Linked DNA regions of Rattus norvegicus: region 2 is linked to region 1. Evidence: chromatin contacts called from public Hi-C data. All regions are on one chromosome and are shown on one strand. The core of a region is the stretch at or near the end of the contact, and the rest is flanking DNA. Distances in the headings are between cores, read along the strand shown.

Region 1 (3,642 bases), core at 429-2,928:
TGTAGTCCCTAAATTTAGCATTATTTACCGAAGCGACAGCATCGCTCTTTTGAGGTCCTGTGCTGTTGAGAGACTGTTACTATTTTCTAGCAAATTCCATACTGTTTCCCCTCAACCTCTCTTTAATTGGCACTTGGGGCTGGGGGTGGGGGCAGGAGAGCACAGCTTGCAAACAAAACTGCTGACTAAGGTTGGCCTTCAGTTTCCAGGGCAACAGGGACACAGACGGAGGGAGGCAGGCACAGAATTCTTTTAGCAGGTCTTACAGATTTCTGTCAAGCTTGACAGCCCTCTGGGGGGGCAAGGCAGATTGGTTGACCAGCTTCACAGGGCCATTTCAGATCCTCCATTCCAAGGAGAGCAGTGCTGATCTCAGGGAAGGTTTACAGGGCTGTTTTCTGTCTTGAGTTTTTAAAAGATTTTCAGAAAACTTAAAGTCATACCAAGCAAAGCATGTAAGGTATAGCAGCTGTTTCACAGCCGTTGGAACGCTGCACATAGTTTTTAGGAAGGCACACTGTAGAATTAGGTTTCGGGACTGACTAAGGTGTTTGAAGGATCCTGTTGTCCTAGATTCATCATATTTCCCTGTCATCTGTAGTGAGATGGCTATTTTAAGTTCATTCATATACACACACATGCTCAACAAATGTTCTTATCACATATGTTGGGCAGGAAACAGAGTCTGTCCCTGGAACTTCTATTTCAGTTTCTAGAAAGCGTTGAATTTGTCTAGGAGTTGAGGACATCTATTGTGCCCCACCACACAGGAAGGTAGTGTATGTCTGTAACCTAGGTCAGGGCTCAGGACTGCTAGCTACAGACCAGTCTGGCCTACACAGCAAATTTCAGGCTAGCCAGAGCTACAGAATGAGACTTTGGTCCGGGTAAGGGTAAGGGTAAGAGAAAAGTTTCTAAAGGACTCTCCCTTCCATCACTCCAAACCAGCCTGTTCTCTGAGGTAGATTTGCTTGTCCCTTTACATAAGTGCATCTGTAATAAAAAGCCCTTTTGAAAACAGCTTGGTCATTGTTTTAAATCGGAGACTCGTTTTGTACTGAGGAAAATGAGATCACAGAGGTATGAGGAAGTATTTCATTTCGAAAATCTACTTTGCCTTTTGTAAGTCAAAAGTCTTATCTACATTTTGCCTTCCTTTGAGCGATTCTAGGACGTAACAGGAGTTGGATAATAATTACGGACTCAACCAATGTTTTCTCCAAAGTATTGAAGTTTCGGATTTGCACTTTTCAGCCAGTCTGGCAGCGTGTGAGGAGGGGTTTCAAAGAGACACTCCGGGAAATGTGGCAGCGAATTTCTAGAATCGCTTGACCCGGGGTTTAAAAGAGATTGACATCAGAACCCCACTTCCCAGGCCTGCCTCTGCAGTCTCCACGGTTTTGAGAAGGAGCGAGCTGCATCTCTGCGCTGAAATAACTGTTTTTAACAGCAGGATTTTAAAATACTGCTTTCATTTCTTTTCATTTGTTTCTGCTTGCCCCACCCTTTATAATTAAAACAATTTGGTCTTCCATTTTTGTAGAATCTCGGGCTCCACACTTAAGTCAAGCTGAGCACTCTCAGAAGAGGTTATTATCATTCAGTTAGCTCCCTTTGAAGTGCATTCCAGCCAGGGCAGGAGCTGGCTGGTGGGAGGTGCCCTTCGAGCCAAAAACACTGAGCCAGGCCCTGCTTTTATTGACATTTACTTTCTAGCTTCTTCTGTTGATTTATTCCACAGAACTGCAGGCCAGTGAGGGAACTTAAGGGGAGGGAGCTTCCAGAACATCTTAACTCACAAACCATCTGATGCGTTTCATTGTCCCCGCTGCATCCACCACAGAGCCTCCCAGCCCTAGGAGGGTGCCTTTTGAATCCACAAATGATTTTTGGTTTTGTTGTTGAACTTTCTGAGACTGGCCTTTAAAATGGAACCTTAAAACTTTGCTAAACGCGGTGTGAATTCCCAGGACACTAGCTTCACCCATACACATCGAAAAGGATCATAGAACACTTTCAGTTCCATGTTCGTCCCAGTCTGTGGAGGAAAAACTGTGCTCAGGGCTGTTGAATAGGTTGGTTCATTAAATTTTCTTCTAAACAAGCCGAGTGAGGTCATAGGGTTGGTATTTCCATTTTATAGCTGGGAAAACGGGATCAGAGAAATGAAGTAACTTGCCCAAGTTTCATCTCCAATAGTAGGTGAAAGGGCCTGAATTTGAGGCCTGCCAACTTCAGCCCTCACTTCCTTCTCCCTGGTACTCTTTCTTGTCTGTGGAAATTACTGGAATAGCCTCAGAGGTCAAATGGCCTGGGTTTAGACACTGGCTCCACCTGCTGTTAGCTGCGGGGTTCCTGGGAAAGCCACTTAACTCTCTCAGGCCCTCAGTTACCTCATTGGCCAAATAAGTTATTGGAGTCCTGTGTGCAGGCCTCGCATGTAGCTAGCAGATTGCAAGGTCTAGGCCAGCCCCTCTGCCTCTCAATCTTTCCGTGCCCTCCATGACACCTTCTGTTGTTTGTCTTACTATGCCCTTTGATCCATGCCCTGCAGGATAGGCTTCATAAAGCATCTTAAATGAACTGTCAAGAATTTAGTCCCAGGGGCTGCAGGGATGGTTCAGATCTCAGCACCTACATGGTAGTGCACAACCAGCTCTAACTCTAGTTCCAGGGCCGTCCCACATCCTCTTTGGGACTTCTTGGGCACTGCACACATTTGGTGAACAGACATGCCTGCAGGCAAAACAAACAACAACAAAAGCAAAGACAAAAAACCCCCATTCATATAAAAATAAATATCAAATTTTTTAATTAAAATTTTTAAAAAGAATTTTGTCCAAAATGTCACAGCTATATTGTAACTGACCTGGGATTCGAACCCGGATCATTGTGATTTTAAAGTCAACTTCCCTGCATTGCATCACCACTTTCTGTTATGCCAAGCTCAGGCCAGCCTCCATAGCACCTTAACTGCCTGACAATTCAACTGGTCGAGAGCTCACAGAACTGGGAAGTAGCCAGTACCTTAGCTGATCACACCTAGAAAGTTCTTCCTTCTATCTGCCACAGATCTGTGACTGAGGAATCTTGAAGTTCATTAGTAGTTTGAGAGCCATTTCAAGGCCTTTGAGTTTTGTGATATCCTGACACTTCTCAGACCCATTATCCTCCAGTGGTCACTACGAGGCTTAGTGAAAGCGTTGATTAGAACCTGCCCGTAGCCTGACACACAGAGCTTGATGCATGTCAGGAAGTCACTTGGAGCACTCACAGAAGTAATGATGACCCCTTTGTTACTTGAGATGGATGTAAGACTAGAGAACATCGATGTAGGGGGTTAGAAGCACATCCTAACGCCTGTCCATTGCCCATTCTTGGTGATGGTCTGTCTACCCCTCTCGAATCTTGTAATTGATGTTTTTATATTCTAGCACAATCCAGGTATTTTATTTACAAGCTATAGGCCTAGATTGGGCAGATTTTGGAACTATTCTAACTTAGGTTCTGGCCATATGTCCCTTGCTCCTTGCTGTTCTCCTGGCTACATGCTCATGGTCCATCTCCTCTCATGGTGGCTTCCTCCTCCCTTGGTCTCCTCTCTCCTCCTTTTTCCTCTCTTCCTGCAACCCCCAGCCAGGT
Region 2 (3,493 bases), core at 27-2,526, 100 kb before region 1:
ATAGTTCTGCTGACAAACTTGCATCCAGCCCTGGCTAAGCAAAGTGCTTTGCATGTATTGCCTCATTTAGCCTATCTAATAAATGTCTATTAGAATCTGCGGGGTCGGGTAGGGGCTTCCTGGAATGTGATTTTATAAAGCGGTCATCCTTTCTTGGAGAGAAGGAATAGAGTAGAGCAGCTGGCAGTGGGACGGGCAAGGCCTCCTCCCTCTTCCCGGCAGCTGTCTTACCAGGCCCGACCTCCTCTCCCCACAGGCTGGGGTCTCCACCTCTGGCCCAGGTCCAGTCGGGTGGGAGTATGTGTGGCTTTTTCCGGGTCACTGGCACACCCTCTCTATCCTAGCCACCTGCCCCGGTTCCATCCCAGTTCCAGGCTCCCTGGAGGGACCCAGGGACATTCCAATCCTCCCACTACCCTCGCAAATGCCGCGGGAGGAGGGAAGGGGGCGCAATTGCTTGGCCTTCTAGAACGCAGTTTTGTCTCGACCTTTTTTTCAACTCCTAGTATCCAGATTCACTTCGTAGAGAAAACTAACGACCGATGAAAGGCTTGCAAGTTGGTAGTTTACAATCGACTCTTTGGCGAAGCCGCATCTTCAGCAACAGCGGCACTATTTGGAAACCGTCTTGCAGACAATTGAAAGCCAAACGGCCAAGTTGTCTCCTCACCAGACCAAATATGGTCACAAGCGCTAAGCAGCCTTCCGTGGAAAGTCTGGCCTCGCGGGTGTCTCCCTGAGCCAGGGTGCGCCCCGGTCCGACCTCTGTCAGATCGGCGCCCCGTGCCACATTCCGGGTGCTGGGCGCTCCCTTCAAGGCGAGGGCAAGCACCCTGCCCGGACACTCATTCTGGGCCCTTAGACCCTCAACTGCAAGCCCTCCGTTATTCTCCGATTTGGTTTTTGTCCATAACCCCTTGATTTAACAGGCTTGAACCATTTTCTCTTTGATCCCGCCCCAAGTCAGTGGTAAACTCAAAGGAATGCAGATAGAGCGCTCGGCGGGAGAGGTCGGCGCGGCGCGGCGCGGCGGGGCGGGGGCACGGTCTCTCCGGAGCTGCGAAGTGCCCAGCCCACCCCCGCCAGCCCGGCCAGGGTGGGAGGAGGAGGAAGAGGAGGGGCGTGGGGCAGGCTGGCTCCAGCCAGGAGGTCATGCATAATTCAACAGCTCCACTTTCGGCCCGCCTCTTTCCTAGGGGTGGGAGTTTGCAGCAAACTTTGTTTATGGGACAGTCCGGGAGCCGCGGCGGCTGCGCTAGTCTACGTCTTCTCAGTCGCTTCCTCGCGTAGTGCGAGCGCCCGAGGCCGGCTCCGGGGATGTAAGAGGAAAAGCCTTCGGCTGCTGGGAATCCGCTCGGGATCTGCCAGCCGGGGCCGGGTTCCAGCTCGTCAGTTCGGGAGGCGCCCAGGCTTGGCTTCCCCGCGTGCCCAGGTAGCTCCCGTCGCGCCCCGCACCCTTTCGGCTCTTAGACGACCGCAGTCCGGACTCTTGGGGTCGGCGGTGGGCGTATTGGTCAGGGGAGGCTGCGACTGGGTCTGGTGCAGGCACCTTCGACCTCGGTCCGCGGCTGCTTGCTCAGGGGAGCTTCTCTGCTGCGGGAAAGTTGCATAATCTCGGAGGCCAGGGGCGCCCCCTCCCCCACCGGCTGGTCCCTGGACCCATACCTAACTGTCTCTGTGCTGTCTCTGTCCTTCCCCAGGACAACTCCCCCTCCCCCCGACTTGCACTAAAAGGCAGACCCGATTTTTCTTTTTTCTTGTAGAAAGATGAATCCGTCCTCGGTGCCCCATCCGCTCCCGCCGCCAGGGCAACAAGTCATCCACGTCACGCAGGACCTCGACACGGACCTCGAAGCCCTCTTCAACTCTGTCATGAATCCCAAGCCCAGCTCGTGGCGGAAAAAGATCCTCCCGGAGTCCTTCTTTAAGGAGCCCGATTCCGGCTCGCACTCGCGCCAGTCCAGCACCGACTCATCGGGCGGCCACCCCGGGCCTCGACTAGCTGGCGGCGCGCAGCACGTCCGCTCGCACTCGTCGCCCGCATCCCTGCAGCTAGGCACCGGTGCGGGCGCCGCTGGAGGCCCTGCACAGCAGCATGCACATCTCCGCCAGCAGTCCTATGACGTGACCGACGAGCTGCCGTTGCCCCCCGGGTGGGAGATGACCTTCACGGCCACTGGCCAGAGATATTTCCTTAAGTAAGTCTGTCGCCAGCCAAGAGGTGCAAAGTTGCGATGCCCCGGGGACGCTCGTAAGCTCATGCGTTCTTGTGGTGTGGTGTGGTGTGGTGTGGTGTGGTGTGGTGTGGTGTGGTGTGGTGTGGTGTGGTGTGTGTGTGTGTGTGTGTGTGTGTGTGTGTGTGAGAGAGAGAGAGAGAGAGAGAGAGAGAGAGAGAGAGAGAGAGAGAGAGAGAGAGAGATTGACTCTGACGATTCCAAGGTGCTTCACAGATCTACAAAGTTAAAATAGGGAGTGAGTTTCTGGGAGTTGGACTAGAGCAGAGAACAATTTCGCGAAGTCAATTTAACTTCATCCATAGTGCTTTAAGCCTTAAGAGATCCAGGACATTGGAACACTTAAACTTGGGGAAAGGAAGTTTGAGTGACTTTGGTCTAAATCTGGGTCTTAGGCCCTTAGCGCCTTCACTTAAGTTAGCTAGCTCAGAGCCAGGTAAGTAGGTGGTCTGGGTTCTTCAGCCACACCGGAAAAGAACACAGTCCCTGGTGGGCTTTACCTCTCCCAGCTGATGACGTATGACCACACAGTTCAGTAATGTAATTACCAACCACATTGTAAAGTAGTTATGGGCTGGACCAACAAATTGTGTGGAAATTGGGTCAGGAGTCTTATGTTACACTTGGTAACCTAAAATACCACAGTAGTGTGCACTGTCACTGTTCATGCCCCATCAGACTAGCTTTTTGATGTCGGGAGTTTTACAGTAGATTAAGCTTTTGAATTAGATTGAACAGAGAAGTGTATTTTCAACTGTTAGAAGAGACTGGCGTTCTTGAGGAAAAAACAGGCTGGAACTTGAATTGTTACCCGAACCAGTGAGGTCATAGGGGTCAGGCTTAGAAAAGACCTGGACCGAAGTTGTGGCTGAACCACTTGGTGCAGAATCACTTCAGCTCATCTGGTCTTCGCTGTCAAAAGGGAAGATGTCTAAGAACTTGTCTTAAACGTCATCTTAGAGCCCTTAATTCTTTTTTTTTTTTTTAAAGATTTTTATTTATTTATTTTATATATGTGAGTGCACTGTAGCTGTCTTCAGACACACCAGAAGAGGGCATCAGATCTCATTACAGATGGTTGTGAGCCATCATGTGGTTGCTGGGAATTGAACTCAGGACCTCTGGAAGAGCAGTCAGTGCTCTTAACCACTGAGCCATCTCTCCAGCCCGAGCCCTTAATTCTTTAAGTAGCCTTGCTTCAAAAGGTTCAAATGTAAGATAGCACGTTTTAGCACTGTTTTAAATGTGCAACGCCAAGC

What was found. Hi-C and Micro-C count contacts between places; a contact is called where the count stands out from the background.
Region 2: a contact with region 1 is called in a Hi-C map of Schwann cells, with 6 times the contacts expected there. The contact joins the promoter of Wwtr1 here to the enhancer-like site in region 1. A contact is called at or near these places in 9 of 12 Hi-C or Micro-C datasets (the A7r5 cell line, the Rat2 cell line, Schwann cells and 4 more) and 1 of 1 datasets of contacts at active chromatin or transcription factors (oligodendrocytes).

What each region holds. Positions count from the first base shown.
Region 1 is chr2:143,813,482-143,817,123 of GRCr8, reverse strand. All of the region lies in intron 4 of Wwtr1 (WW domain containing transcription regulator 1), which reads left to right. Among named protein-coding and RNA genes, the nearest start is that of Tm4sf4, 59 kb to the right of the region's middle. Within about 2 kb of position 1,678, at least 33 of the 93 cell types and tissues checked have an H3K27ac peak or open chromatin away from gene starts, as enhancers often do. A contact at or near this core is called in the A7r5 cell line, Schwann cells and liver, where this site is marked.
Region 2 is chr2:143,914,724-143,918,216 of GRCr8, reverse strand. It overlaps Wwtr1 (WW domain containing transcription regulator 1), which reads left to right and starts at 1,276. Exons shown (of 7, transcript NM_001024869.1): 1 at 1,276-1,432; 2 at 1,764-2,198. The coding sequence starts at 1,768.